Regions from separate parts of the Mus musculus genome. Here region 1 is linked to region 2. The links are chromatin contacts, called in public Hi-C maps. All regions are on one chromosome and are shown on one strand. Each heading gives the region's core, a stretch centred on a gene start, on an enhancer-like site or on the middle of the called end of the contact. The rest is flanking DNA. Distances are from core to core; before and after follow the strand shown. Region 1 overlaps Soga1 (suppressor of glucose, autophagy associated 1). Region 2 overlaps Epb41l1 (erythrocyte membrane protein band 4.1 like 1).

Region 1 (6,685 bases), core at 13-2,512, 580 kb after region 2:
ACTCTACAAAGGACCAGGGGCTCCGCTTTGCCCTCCTCCTCCCACACCACTTGGCTACCATGGTCCTCCCCTGGGCCAAGGCCCAGGCTGCCTACCCATCTGCCACCCTGGCTCCAGACCACTTGTCACCCACTCTGGCCCTGGCAACCTACCCCAGCTATGGAAGAGCTGACCAGCAGTGGCCACAGGGACAGCAGGCCAGCCCCACCCAAAAGGCCAGAAAAGCCATCTGCTGTCCCTCCTCCTCCCCGGGACTCTGACAGGGCTCCAGATGAGATCATCACAGTCAGACCCCAGGAGAAGGCTGCAAAGAGCTTCACTTCCCTCCCAGTTTGAATGCAAACACTCCAGGAGAAGGGGAACTCAAAGACTCCTTGTCCTTTACAGAACGCGCAGTGAGGCCAAGAAGGACTCTGGGTTCCTGCCTCCTGTTCAAGCTCAACCCAGCTTAGCCTCTGTGGGCAGAGGTTTGGGGGAATCAGGGTTAAGTGTCACAGAGGAAGTCACATCCAGCCATGCATCACCGAGTTACAGGATCTCAATGCTCCTGTTCCATTGGCACTGGGGATATCTGACCCTAGAGATCTATGAGGTCCCACTTCTCTGGGCCCTGCCTCTCCAACACCAGAGAGAGCAGACAGACTGACCACGGCAGGCTCATGCCAACAGCACACAGTTAGTCCCTCCCTCCCCAGTAGGCAAGAAGCCTGAAAGCAGAGGCGTCAGGAGTCAGGACTTAGGCTCATTTTGAGGCTCATAAATGGGACAACAGAAGTAACAACAGCTGGGCACTTCCAAGGGTATGGCATGTGCCAGACACCAGCAGAGGTGAGAAGCTATTCTCTCTTTCTCATTGGTGATACTTTGTGGCAAGCTCTATTCTTACCCTGCCCACTTCCCAGGGGAACCAACTGAGGCTGAGGGAGGGAAGTGAGGTTGTCTCCAGGTCTCTCTCTCTCTCTCTCTCTCTCTCTCTCTCTCTCTCTCTGTGTGTGTGTGTGTGTGTGTGTGTGTGTGTGTGTGTAGCCTAGGGGCAGCGCCCCGAGGCCCTGGGCTGCTGGGCACACTCAAGGAAGCACAGACACTGTCTCTCCTGTCCTGCCCAGGAAGGAAGGCAGCTTTGGATCAGGGTTTGTTGACAACATCCCCCAACCTCTGGGCTTCAGCCAAGTCTGTAACAGAAAAGGGCAGGGAGTCGAGGCTTGCAGAATCACCGAGAACCACACGGCCTGAATCCCTCTTGTCCTTTACAGCTAATGTGACTAGCAAGCAAGGTGACGTAATGCTCGGGCTGCAGTTTAAGCCTGGTTAGAAGGAAGGGGCTAAGCACCCTGGAAGCGCCACACTGCATGCAGAAGCAGGAGTGGCTGCTGCGAAGCCAGAAATGTCCTGTTAACAAGTCTAGTCACTGTGAGCTAAATGTCCCACCGAGGAGTCCCCACAGCTCCTAGTACCTAACACAGGAAACCAGGCCTGGAGCAGTCCCCAGGAGATCATGGAAAGGGGACAGGGGAATGGATCCATAATGAAAGGGCAAAGAGGACACTGGGGGCGTCTGGGTGAAAAGGCTGGGGAAGCAAGACTTAAAGGCAGCTCAGCCGCGCACTTAGCCATGGGCTGGGACAGGAGGATGGTGCCTAGGCAAGGCAGACCAGGGAGGGGTGACCAAACAAAGTCTGGTGCTACTGAAGAGTCCCAAAGAGCCACGGAGGCTCAGGCAGTTGGGGAATCACAGCACAAACACATACACACACATACACACACACACACACACACACACACACACACACACACACACACATACACACCAGCAGTTGGGGAATCACAGCACACACACATACACACACACACACATACACACACACACACACACACACACACACACACACACACCAGTCACCTTTATTTTCATCTGTAGCCCAGGCAGGAGATGTTTTACCACTATCTTGGAATGGGCCCCCAAGGGTGGTCCTTCACCACTAAGCGAGCATCACCAGGTTGCAAATGAGACACAGGTTTTGGCCATCAGGGGAGGAGTGACTTAGGGTAAGTGAGCTGCCAAGGAGAAATGTGTCTACACATTTCTGGAGCTGTTGAAGGGTAAGGGCTGACAACCAGGATGAGTGAAACACAGAGGGGACCAACTCCTCACACACCGGCTCCCTCCTGTTGAATGATCATGGTGACACTGCAGAACATTTCCTGGAGGGGGAACAGGGAGCAAAGCACAGGCCCAGATGCAGCCCAGGCTTGGTCCAGATCCCAAGCTTTCAGACCTTTAGACTGAGACAAGGGAGGGATGAACAGTAGCTTCTACCTCCTCCGACTCCTGCCCCAGCTTGGAAAGCCAGCAAAGGCAGCCACAGTGCTGACCGCAGGGGCCCCACCTTCCTGCACCAGAGGGGTGTGTATAGACTACAGATGATGTCATATGTTGGAGGCTAGGGGCTGGCCACAGTTAGAACCCTGGCTGACAGCCAGCCCTTTGCCTTGAACTTAACCAAGCCCTTTTCTGGAGTGTCCCTCTGCCACAGAGGCTACCTAGAGCCTGGAGTCCCTCCCATCTTCTGTATACAGGACAGAAATGGGCTCTCATGTGTCTGAACTCTTATCTCCCAGAGTATCTGCAAGAAAGGGATTGAATTCCCTCTATACAGACTGGAAGACTGAGGTTCCAAGAGGCAACATGCACAGGAAGGGACATAACAAGGTGTGGCTTGGCCTCGGACCTGATTCTAAAGACGGAGTGTGCCTGTGGGACCTCACAGTCTTCCTTGCTTTTGCCTTCATTGGCACCCTGAGATAGCAGCAATTTTGTGCCTAGTGCTAGGGCCACCTGGCCCCAGCCCTGCTACAAACCAACAAAACTATCTTCCAGCCAAGGGTCTACTGCTCAGGTACCTAGTGTCCTTCCTAAGTCCTCCTGACCTTCTACTACTCCTCAACCCCAACCCCTAGTTCCATGACTCTCACACCCATGACTCAACTATTCTTTCCTCCCTCTCGCTCTGTCCTTTCCTGACAGGTCTCACTATGTAGTAACCAGCTGGCCTTGAACTCCTGCCCCAGCCTCCTGAGTACAAGGACTGAGCGTACATACCTCCACACCTGGCTCCAGCCCTCCTTTCCAAACCTACTATCCATTTCTAGGCCAGAACCATAGCTGATCAATTAAGCATACACATCTACTTAGTGAGCCCCTGCAAGGCGGCAGGCCCTTATCCAGAAGCTGAGCACTGAGGCAGCCAATCAGGCAAATCCCCAGCTGTGACACCTCCTCCTCCAGGAAGCCTGCTCAGCTGCTCTTAGGTGCGTATACCTCTTCTCACTTCTAGACTAGTTCTAGACTAGGCATGGGCACCCTCTACAGATCAGGGCATTGCGGCCTCTGTGACTTGCAGCAGAGGGAGGCAGGGTATGCAGGAAATTCCAAAGGGATTAGAAGAGTTACCCTGAGGCACCGTTCCTTCTGTGGCAGGCTTGACATGTGTCTATTTCCCTTAGTCCCACAGGGCGTGGCTCTGGAGCCTGGGCAACTTAGATGCAGTTTCTCCAGTTATGGAGACCTCCAGACTCCACCTGCAGCCCTCCTCAGCTGGGCCCCTGGGACCCCAGATCCAGACAGTTACAAACCCAGTCCTGACGCCACTTATGGTCCCGGCAGCAAGACAAGAAGCCTTATGAAACAGCTGGAAACAGAAGAGTCATACACAGTAGCTCCGGGGAACACTGACCAAGAGTTCCTGTGTTTATGTGCGTAGGTGAAATGTCACCGTCAGTGTAAATAGACGTGCGTGTGCATGAGCATGTATGTCTGGGTGCCCTGGTTAAGCAAACACCATGTCTGACATCTGCATGATCAACCCTTGTGTTGGTGCTAATGTGTGCGGAGGTTGGGTCCATCCTGCCTGCGAACCTCTTTGTGGGTATTCATGTGACATCTGTTGAACCCCAGGTACTTGTGCAAAGGTTGCTTGCTCTCTGAGGAAGAGGTGGCACTGGGTACTGGAGTGGATGGTGTCTGTGTCCCCTGACAAGTCTCTGGGATCCTATGGATGCTGGTGCGTATAGATAATGTCTGTGTGCACGTATGTGCACACTTTCCCGTGTATATGGACTTCCTGTGTCTGAGAGTGTCTTCAGGCTGTGTGAGGGAGTGTGTACTTCCCAGCCTGGCGTCTCCTGCTGCTAAGTGTTGTGTTTGGTAGTGTGTGGCATGAAGGGTCTGTCTGTCACTTTCCATGTGGATCCACAGTGAACGTGTCTGGAGGCTGGTTTCTGGAAGCATATAGCATAAGTGAGTCACTGAATGTATACATCAGCCAGGCATGAGTAACTGTGGGTCTCTAGGCTTGAGCTCTGAAGAAGTGTGCATGTGTTTATGTGTACAGGGCTGTGTCCAGGGACACAGGCCCAGCCCCTTGCAGAGTGCGCCGAGCTCTGTGGTATCCTCTGGCCACAGCAGCTGCCGCCCACATTTTCCATCCTGCTGGAGCTGCTCCCCCAACCTCCAAGCCCTGCTGCACCCCCCCTCCCCAGAAGCTACAACTCAGGGCAGGAACCAGGGGACATCGCTGACATGGTGACAGGCTGGGTCCCTCCTCTCCTATCTCCCAGGAGCTTTGAAGGAACTGCCTCAGGCATGCCACTCACAAGACTCTGGGCTACATCAGAGGAAGGGAGGGAGGAAGAGAGGGAAAGGATGGTGATTGGGTTGGCACATTTACTGAGCAATGGACACTGCATCCTCACAATTAAGAGGTCCATGACAATTCAATCCCCATTTTACAGACATGTATAAAATGCCCCAGAGGCACACCCCCACCTACAGGCTTAGATAGATATCAATCAGCCTTTTAGGTTTTTGTTTTTTGAGACTCAGTCTTAGCCCAAGCTGGCCTTGAACTCACTACACTGCCGAGGATAGCCTTCCTCTGCCTCCCAAATGGCAGGATTACAGACGGGCGTGTGCCAGCATTCCAGGCTTATTCGGATCTAGGGATGGAGCCAGGGCTTTGTGCATGCTGAGCAGACACTGCCCCAACTGAGCTTACTCACCATGGCTGCCTACAAATCTTGGCCTGGCACCTGGCCCACAGGACTCCTCTCACCAACCTCTATCCAAGACCAGACACGCCAGTAGCGATCAAAAGCACAGTCTCGCCGGCCACATGGCAGAAGGATATGGACCAAGAGTGAACAGCAAGGTTGGAATATGGGCTGTATGACAGAATCCTGGAGTCTCCACTTGCCCATCTATATAATGGCAATCGCCAGTCAGTAAGGGCTTTTCTCTGGGACCTGTGACTCCCAGCTGGAACCCCCAGGCAGGGGCCTAGTCTCCCCACTGCCAGCCTGTGCAGGGGGGAATGTGATCTTGCCTGTCTATCCTGCCTGAAGCGGGAGGGTTTATTAACCCTCAAGGGCTGAGGATGCCCACCCTCCCGACTCCTCCCAGTTCCTCCGAAAATGAACAAACAGACATCCTGTCTGCTCATTGGCTTGAAATCCTAACAGTTCCTCACAATACAAGGATCTCACTTTCAGATGCTTTCTTCACTATTTACATCTACCCTGATTACTGAGAAAATCCTTGGAGAGTGTCCAGGCACACCCCATCCGTCATCTCCATTATACAAATGAAACAAACAAAACAAAACAAAACAAAAACAAGAGCATCGCGGAGAGGTCCAGCCCTTGACCATGACCACACAGCAAAGGTAGAATCAGGGCTCCAAGCCAGATCTTTGAGCTCCAGTACTCTGAGATACAACATGGCCCAGGGGGACAAGGGGAACGGTTAGTGGTCATAGGGACCTCAGGCCACTGGGTCAAAGTCAGACCCAGTTAACCTGGCTGCTCTACAGCTAAAGTTGTATTTCTGGGTCCTAAAAACCACATCGGATGACCCCCCCACCCCCCCACCCCCCGCAGACACCTTGACTAGAAGGGACCTCATGTCAGACTGTAGCCACCACACATACCTCCCCAGTTGCACCCCAGGGATCACAACCAACACTAAGAACCATTTACATGATGCTCCCACCAACCCTATGCCTGTATCCAGGCCTCTCTGCATAGTTCAAGTGACACCAAGCTCACCACCTTCCCTGCAGAAGTGCTTTCTGTCTTTTCACTGGCAGAGGCTAGAGGTTCTGCTACCTCTCTAACTTAGGTCCTAGAGCAGGGGTTCTTAAGACAGGAGATATGCAGTTACCCAAGGGTCCTTCCTGGTTGACAGTTTACCCACACCGTGCCACCCCTAGCGCACACACACACACACACACACACACACACACACACAGGGAGGTGAACCTGACGAGAGAGCCAGCTAGAGTCCAGGGCATTCCCTGGACTCAGAAGGTCAGTCTGCAGTGCACACCCTGGGGATTTGGAGTCATTTTCCTTCTAACCCAGTTTCTGTACCTCAGATGTAAAGTAGTTTAGAGAAACAGGAAACACTCAGGAGACTGCTTCTCCCTGACTCCCAGCCCTGGCTGCCTGGAGCAGGTCGCCTTCCTGCTCTGGCTAAGCCAGCCCCTGGCACTGTGACAACATAACACCTCCAGTAAGAAGCTGCCCTGTAGGTGTACAGTCCACACTCCCAGGGCTTTTACTGTATCTCCGTGAGGGCAGACACTGTGGAAAACAGCCCTGCAGAGCAGTGTGGGTACTGCCTGAATGC
Region 2 (7,308 bases), core at 2,548-5,047:
GAGAAGGAGCTGGAGGAGGAGGAGGAAGAGCAGGAGCTGGAGGAAGAGGAAGAGGAGGAGCAGGAGCAGGAGGAGGAGCAGGAGCAGGAGCTGGAGGAGGAGGAAGAGCAGGAGGAGGAGGAAGAGCAGGAGCAGGAGCAGGAGCTGGAGCTGGAGGAAGAGGAAGAGCAGGAGATGGAGCTGGAGGAGGAGGAGGAAGAGCAGGAGAAGGAGCTGGAGGAAGAGGAAGAGGAAGAGCAGGAGCTGGAGCTGGAGGAGGAGGAAGAGCAGGAGCAGGAGAAGGAGCTGGAGCTGGAGGAGGAGGAGGAAGAGCAGGAGCAGGAGAAGGAGCTGGAGCTGGAGGAGGAGGAAGAAGAGCAGGAGCAGGAGCAGGAGAAGGAGCTGGAGCTGGAGGAGGAGGAGGAAGAGCAGGAGCTGGAGCTAGAGGAAGAGGAAGAGCAGGAGGAAGAGCAGGAGCTGGAGCTGGAGGAGGAGGAAGAGGAAGAGCAGGAGCAGGAGGAGGAGCAGGAGGAGGAGGAAGAGCAGGAGCTGGAGGAAGAGGAAGAGGAAGAGCAGGAGGAGGAGCAGGAGCAGGAGCAGGAGGAAGAGCAGGAGCTGGAGCTGGAGGAGGAGGAAGAGCAGGAGCAGGAGGAGAAGCAGGAGGAAGAAGAAGAGCAGGAGCAGGAGGAGGAGGAAGAGCAGGAGCAGGAGCTGGACTCTGGCTGGAGAGCAGGATTCCTTCAGCTAAGGACGTGCTGGTGCACAGGCAAGGAGAGTTAAGGGAGCCCACAGGCAGTGGTTGAGGCACCCATGCTGTCAAGGACAGAAACGGGTTTCAGTCCCCAGACCATGAGCCAAAGGAGGGAGCAGGGTCACCTGAGCTCCACAGTAGCTTGAGCAGGGCAGAGAGCTGAAGAGTTATTACCACTTCCCATAGAGAGGAAACTGGGAAGGCAGCTGACCACGGTGTCTCTCCTGCCTTCCAGCCAAACCCTCCCTCCAGAATTTGCAGGCGTGGGAGCTTGAGGGGACAGTTCAGAGGGCTAACCTCCTGCTTCATGCATACATACTATGGATCTGGAAGTACAGATGGGCCTACCAACCCAGTAGGCATTGTTGCCAGGGGGTGGGAGAGATATGTCCCCTTGATCTCCCAAAAAGAAAGAAGTCTTTCTTCTTTGTTTGTTTGAAAACATCTGCCTGGAATCTCTTGGTACTTAAGTTGTCTCCGGCCCCTCTGACCCCCTTTCTTAAACCCTTCCCTCTCTCCCAATTCCCTTCCTGTCTCCTTCACATCCCTCCTCTCCCTTCCTCCGCCCTCCTTCCTACTGCTGCTCTACTCCTGAATCTGAGTCCCCTGGAACACCTGGGCAAACATCTTTGGTGTCATCAATGCCTAGGATTTAGAAGAGACAACCTCACCATCTAGTGCGTGACTGCTCATGCGCATTTCTCCTCTAACGGCAGAGTCCTGGCAGTGTCTGTTATTCTCGTGGTATTACTCCAGTGTGGGAGGCACATGAGGAAACAGAGAAGTGACCTGCCTGGATGCTCCTCAGGTAGGAAGTGGTAGCGTTGAGAGGAAAACCAGTGGTCCAGATTCTAAATGCGTCTCCTCCTAGTGGATTTGTGTCTCAGTGTTGAGCGGTCCAGCCTTTGCCAGCTTCACCCCTGCACAGTTTAGCCTCCATTGCACTCCCCCGGCCTGAGGATGTTGAAATGCTGTATAGTAGGAGCGCCTTTGAGATCATAGCAATCTGGCCCAGCGTCACGTCCTTGTGAAAGTCAGTTTCTTGGCAGCTGTGGGCTCTCATCGATTTGGTAAGGAGGATAGTAGCAGGAGATTGGTTTAAAAATCCAGTGATTTGGGCCTGATAAATCAGAAGAGAGGCTGCCTGGCTAGGAGCCGGAGGGCTCCTGAGGTGTCTGCAGCCTGGAAATCCTGGCCCTGGTACCTGGTCTGATCTTGGGTGGGAATCCTGGCCCTGGTACCGGCTGTCTGTCTGATCTCTGGTGGGTTGCTTAATCTTTCTGCTTCGTTCTTCCCATTTGGCACGTGGGGATCCCAAGAGTACCTATGACAGGCTCCTGTAGGGATTACCTGTGATGACTCCATAGATCAATACCTGGCACATGGCAAACTGTGAGTGTTTACTTTGTACAATATTAATTTTTTCTTAGAGTTTTGTTTTGAGGTAGTCTTATTATGCAGCCTAGGCTAGTCTTGAACTTCATATCTTCCTGCCTCAACCTCCCGAGCCCTGAGATTGTAGACACAAGTTACCACTCAGGGCTCTGTTTGACGTAGAGGTGGAGTCTTGAGGTTGTCCAGACTGGTCTTGAACTTGTTTTACCGTACACCTTGCTCAATGTTTATAGTGATTTATCAAAAATTGCGTGAAGGCCTGGCAGTGATGATGAATGAGACAGAAACCTCCATAGAGTTCATATTCCAGAGGAGAATAGAAATAAGTCAGTCAGTCAGTGAGTGTAGCTCAGTTGTGATGATGTCAAACAAACAAACAGACAAACAAACAAACAAACCACTGGAAAAACAGACAGACGAAAGTACTTGAATGAACACAAGCACAAACAAGTTGGCATGCTGTCACAATGGGAAGTTAGAGAGAGGGGCCCATGTTAGAAAGGGTAGACAGACAAAGGTGAAAGTTGTCATACCAGGAGAGGGGACAGAGTCACAGCTCATGAACAGGGAAGACAAAGTCCTGAGGCAGGGTCAAGCCTGCACAGTTGAAGCACAGGCAGAGGCTGCAAGGGGCAGGCTTACGTAGGCGAAGGCAGTGCTCGCTGGCAGGGGTAGGGGCAGATGCTGGAAAGATGGGCAGAGGCCACTACAGTGTAGTAGGGAGGGGGTGCCTTATTTTGATGGGAAGTCATTAGAGATGTTTTGGGGTTTGATATGTTGCCCAAGCTGGCCTTGAGTTAAGGGCCTCCTGCCTCAGCCTCCCGAGGGCTTTGATTACAGGCTTGTGCAGCCACATACCACTGGAGGTTATAATAAGGGCGTCCAACTTGATTCCTGCGAAGATGGCTGTGGTTGCTCTTGGAGAATCAGTCCTATGAATGACTTCGGGGAGGGAGACCCTGGATCAAGCAGGTTTGGACCCGGGCGGTAGCTAGGGGAGCTGAGAAATGAACATGGTATCTGATGACTGGATGCTGACTCGCTCACCCCAACCCTGGTTCGAAGGTTAACCAGATGTCAGTTGATTCATTTTAAAGAGCTGGTCCAGCCACCAGGCCATGGCTCAGTTGAGGAGCCGTCTCCCTGCAGGCCGTCCAGATGGGAAGCTTAGAGGACAAGAAGGCTGCTGAGTGGCCCTGGGGAGCCCCAGATGCTGACATCCTGCTGAGCCAACCCTAGCCCAGGCCACACAGGGCCCCTCTCTCCAGGCAGTGGTGGAATGGGCACCATTCACACTGACATTCTGGCTGACCTTTCTCTTCTCTAATCCTGTGTATTTGCCCTCCTCCTATGTCGGTGCCGCCAGCCTGGCCCTACCGGCTGGCCTTTGTCTTGTGGAGCCTTCTCTTTCTGCCTGTGTTTTAAGCAGACATGTCTGCACTCCTGGTCTGGGTGTTCACTGCTGTGCCAGGAGGGGGTCTGTGAATGATGGGAAGTCTTTAGCCTGGGCCTGGCCACATCGGTGCTCCCTAATGGGAGTCCAGTCCTTCCTTCTGTACCAGTTCCTGACACTTGTGACTCTCGAGAGGCTGCCTGCAGGACCCTGGCTCCTGCTGCTCTCCTGCCAGGCTGTAAGGAGCTTCCTTGCTATGTTTCTTGAGGAGTAAGAGCATCAGGGACTGGCCCTTTGCCCACAGGCTGACTCAGCCCAAGTGCCTCCTATTTCTAAATGTCTCAACTCCGTTCCTGCCCCCTACCCTAGAAGCCTGCTTTGGGTAAAAAGACCACATTGTGGATCAGCAGGTACCCAGACTCGTGTGCAAGGCTAAAACATACCCTGGGGGACCTAAATCCCTGCAGTGAGCTCCATGGGAACCAGCACATGGTTCCCCCAAGGGCCCTGACTGTACGCGGTCTGGCCTGGCCACCTAGCAGCTCTCGCAGTGTGTGCTGGCCTGAGCCTGAGCAAGAACCACATCCACGTGACATAGCCTGCTGTGTCAGAAGCCACAGTCTACTTCTTGGCTCCCTTTCTAGGGCCTGGTGAGAGACAATGCTGTTATCCTTGGGCTTGTCAAAGAAAGAGTCTTATTATACATTTCTAAAATGTTATTTTTATTTTTAATTAATACAGTTTTAAAATAGGCTTAAACAGGGTTTATTGAGCTCCTTCTCTTCCTTTTATCCGAAGCCACGAGCATCTGAAAAAAAAATTCCATTTTAGCATCTAGGGTTTATGTACGTGGATTTAGTTGTTTATTTGAGGCCAGGTCTTACTGTGCGCTCACTATGTAATACAGGCTGGCCTCGAACTCATAGCGAGCCTCTCCCACAGCTAGGAGAGCAGACATGAGCTCTCTTTCATACCTGGCTAGACTCAAGTTTTAAGGCGATTGTGTAAAGATCTGGGCCCTGCCATGGTGGGGACATGGTGGTACACACCTTTCCATCCCAGCACTTGGGAGGCAGAGGCAGGTTGGTTTCTGTGAATTCCAGGACAGCCTGGTCTACAAAGCAAGTTGTGGGCCAACCAGATGTAGAAGGAGATGGAGGTGGAGCAGAAAAGGAGAAGGAATAAAACAGAGGGAAACCCAGGAGGATCCGCGTCCTTTATCACCAGCCCGTGGCATGGCGGCATGTCCTTGGGACGGCGGGGGAAGAAGATCACTTGAGGCCAGGTGTTTGACTCAAGCCTGTCCTGTTCTGATACTTGGAGATAACGTAGCTGATACTCTGCTAAGATGTCCCTTGTAGATACCACTTGACTTTCCAGGATGTGGTGTCCTGACAAGCCTGCCCGCCGTAAGCTGAAATGAATGCATGCTTCATTATTGCCATTTTATTAGTAATATCCTATAGACAGTCAGGACTTCCCAAAGAGACACAGTGGAAGCACAGAACTAGAAGTAAGAAATCCTATTCTCAGAGAGCACGGCAAAGGATGCTGGGTTGTATTCTTGAGTATATTTGTTTTAAGAGTTAGGAACTACCAAGGACCTTGGCGTGAAAGTGAACCAGTCTGATTTGGCGTGGAGATTGCTCTGCTACTCAGGAAGAAAATAACAACCCCAAAATATTGTACTGAAATTTAAAATCCCCAGAAGCGGTGTGCCTGAGTTTTCAAATATAGAAGCCTCAGGATTTTAATAAGTTTATTTGTACAGAATGCGGTCTAGGTGATTTTAATATGCAGTCTTGGAACATACCCACCAAAGGAAATATAATTGCTGCTCATATATGGAGAAATGCGAATGTCGTGGTGATTGGAACAAGAATAAGTGGCTGACACATGTGGGAAATGTAGGACGGGAGCAGAATGTTTTCGTGGAAGTCACACAGGGCTTTTGTTTGTCTTTGGTGACCTAAGAGATTCCACCCTGTCTTCCATAGGTCCATTCTTACCCCCACACCAACATTACGTATTACCACAATGGTATCTGTCGAGTACTGTTCAGTTCTATTTTCCAGTAGATGTGACCCTTAGCCCTGGAAGGAACACCACAGTGTTCAGAGCACAGTGGTAAAAGGCCAAGGGGGAAAGCCAACATGGAATCAGGACAGATGACGCTTGCCAGAACCGTGCAGGGAGAGGAAGGTTCTGCGAGGCTGGAAGGGTGTGTGGATGCTTTGGCGGGGAGACGGCTGGGAAAGGCTTCTTGGAAGCAGGAAGAGTTAAGCCACATATTCAGGAAAGGATGTGGAGTAGGCAGAGCACTTGAGGATGCAGGCTGTGCCGCACACACCGTGAACCTCGGCATGTATCTAGGAGCAAGGCAATTCCCTTGTTTACCTTGTGCAGGCGCGTTATGTAAGGAGACAGTTGAAGACTCATGGGGAGTGCTGAGACGGATGTAATGAGAGAGTCCAAATAAAGGAGTTTGAAATTTTAATGCAGGAAATGATGAGCTGTCAGATTTCAGCTGGAAGGTGGGGATGGGACCGGCAACGGCGAGTCTAGGCAAGCTGAAGTGTTTCTATTCCTGGGCTGAAGCTTTGAATGCTGGCAGTTCTTCTTTTAATGGGGGCTGTGGGGTCCTCAGCATTTATTTACCTAGCTGTTCATATTTTAATGCTTTTATTAGCATATATTAAGTTACACAGTGACAGGTTTTCTGGTTTCACATTGTCATAAGGATCTGTGTGTTTACTAAGATGGGGTCCGATGTGTGGATCGTTGACTTCGTGCCCATTCGCTCAACCGCTTGCTGTGATTTTTGCATGCATTTCTCCTTCTTTCGAGAGGATACGCCTGTATCTATGCATCCAGGCCCCTGGCCGTGGCCTCACTGGAGTTCCTTGGTGTTCCCCCTGGGCCTGAGCTCTTTCTCCTGTGAGGAGGTTATGTTGGGCTTTTTGCTGGGGGTAGTCGAGTGCAGGAGAGAGAAGATGGGCCTGCCGTTCAGATCCGGAGAGCTAGGCCACAAGTGGGGAGGAGAGCAGACTGAAGAAGCTAAGGGGCACGTTTTTGAAGATGTGACTCAAGTCTTACCTGTGACAGAAGTGGGGTAGAGTATTTCTCAGGTGGTGTCCAGTTTAGCACTGGCTTACCAGAGGATCTGCAGGAAAATTTGGAATAGTCACTTGAAATTCCTCTCCTAGCTATTTCCAGGGAGCTACAGGTTGAGGAAAGAGTTCCAAGAGTCTGGGCTGAAGCCAAACAGAGGACCCAGGAAGGGGATTTGTGGATGTACCCCATACCCCAGGGGCTGCCTGGACACCAGGGTCGTGTAAATTCTGCTTGCCACAGCCCAAAGTGTCTACATATATGCTGTTGGATTTTTAAAATAATATAAAGTATTTGTTTTATGACATGTATATTTGCTCTCTCTCTCTCTCTCTCTCTCTCTCTCTCTCTGTGTGTGTGTGTTAGTGTTGGTGATGGTATAGGCTCTAAGAGGGAGCTGGATGTCCTCCCTCCCACCCTGCAGCTGGAGTTCCAGGTCGTTCTGAGCTCCCTGGTGTGGGTGCTGGGAATTGAACTTCGGTCCTTTGCAAGAATAGCAGGTGCTCTTAACCACTGGGCTCTCTCGCCACCCATCTTTGGATGTTTTTAAACACAAAACTATGTAAAGAGCTTTTACCCATTGACCCCACCAGACCAGGACTGGCAACCCTCAGGGCTGAAGGAAGGAAGGTCCTGGGCTCAGCAGGCAGGACTGTGACCCTGCATGGGCTTGAACTCC

Evidence for each region. A called contact is a pair of places that touch in the nucleus more often than the background predicts.
Region 1: a Hi-C map of cerebellum shows a contact between it and region 2, with 1.8 times the contacts expected there. The contact joins two enhancer-like sites. A contact is called at or near these places in 1 of 484 Hi-C or Micro-C datasets (cerebellum) and 1 of 115 datasets of contacts at active chromatin or transcription factors (pancreatic cancer cells).

The regions. Positions count from the first base shown.
Region 1 is chr2:157,069,324-157,076,008 of GRCm38.p6, forward strand. The region is part of intron 1 of Soga1 (suppressor of glucose, autophagy associated 1); the gene reads right to left. Among named protein-coding and RNA genes, the nearest start is that of Soga1, 6.6 kb to the right of the region's middle. Within about 2 kb of position 1,263, at least 219 of the 459 cell types and tissues checked have an H3K27ac peak or open chromatin away from gene starts, as enhancers often do. A contact at or near this core is called in cerebellum and pancreatic cancer cells, where this site is marked.
Region 2 is chr2:156,484,549-156,491,856 of GRCm38.p6, forward strand. The region is part of intron 2 of Epb41l1 (erythrocyte membrane protein band 4.1 like 1); the gene reads left to right. It overlaps Gm33977 (a long non-coding RNA gene), which reads right to left. Exons shown (of 3, transcript XR_375167.4): 3 at 5,169-6,681. Among named protein-coding and RNA genes, the nearest start is that of Gm33977, 11 kb to the right of the region's middle. Within about 2 kb of position 3,798, at least 74 of the 459 cell types and tissues checked have an H3K27ac peak or open chromatin away from gene starts, as enhancers often do. A contact at or near this core is called in cerebellum and pancreatic cancer cells, where this site is marked.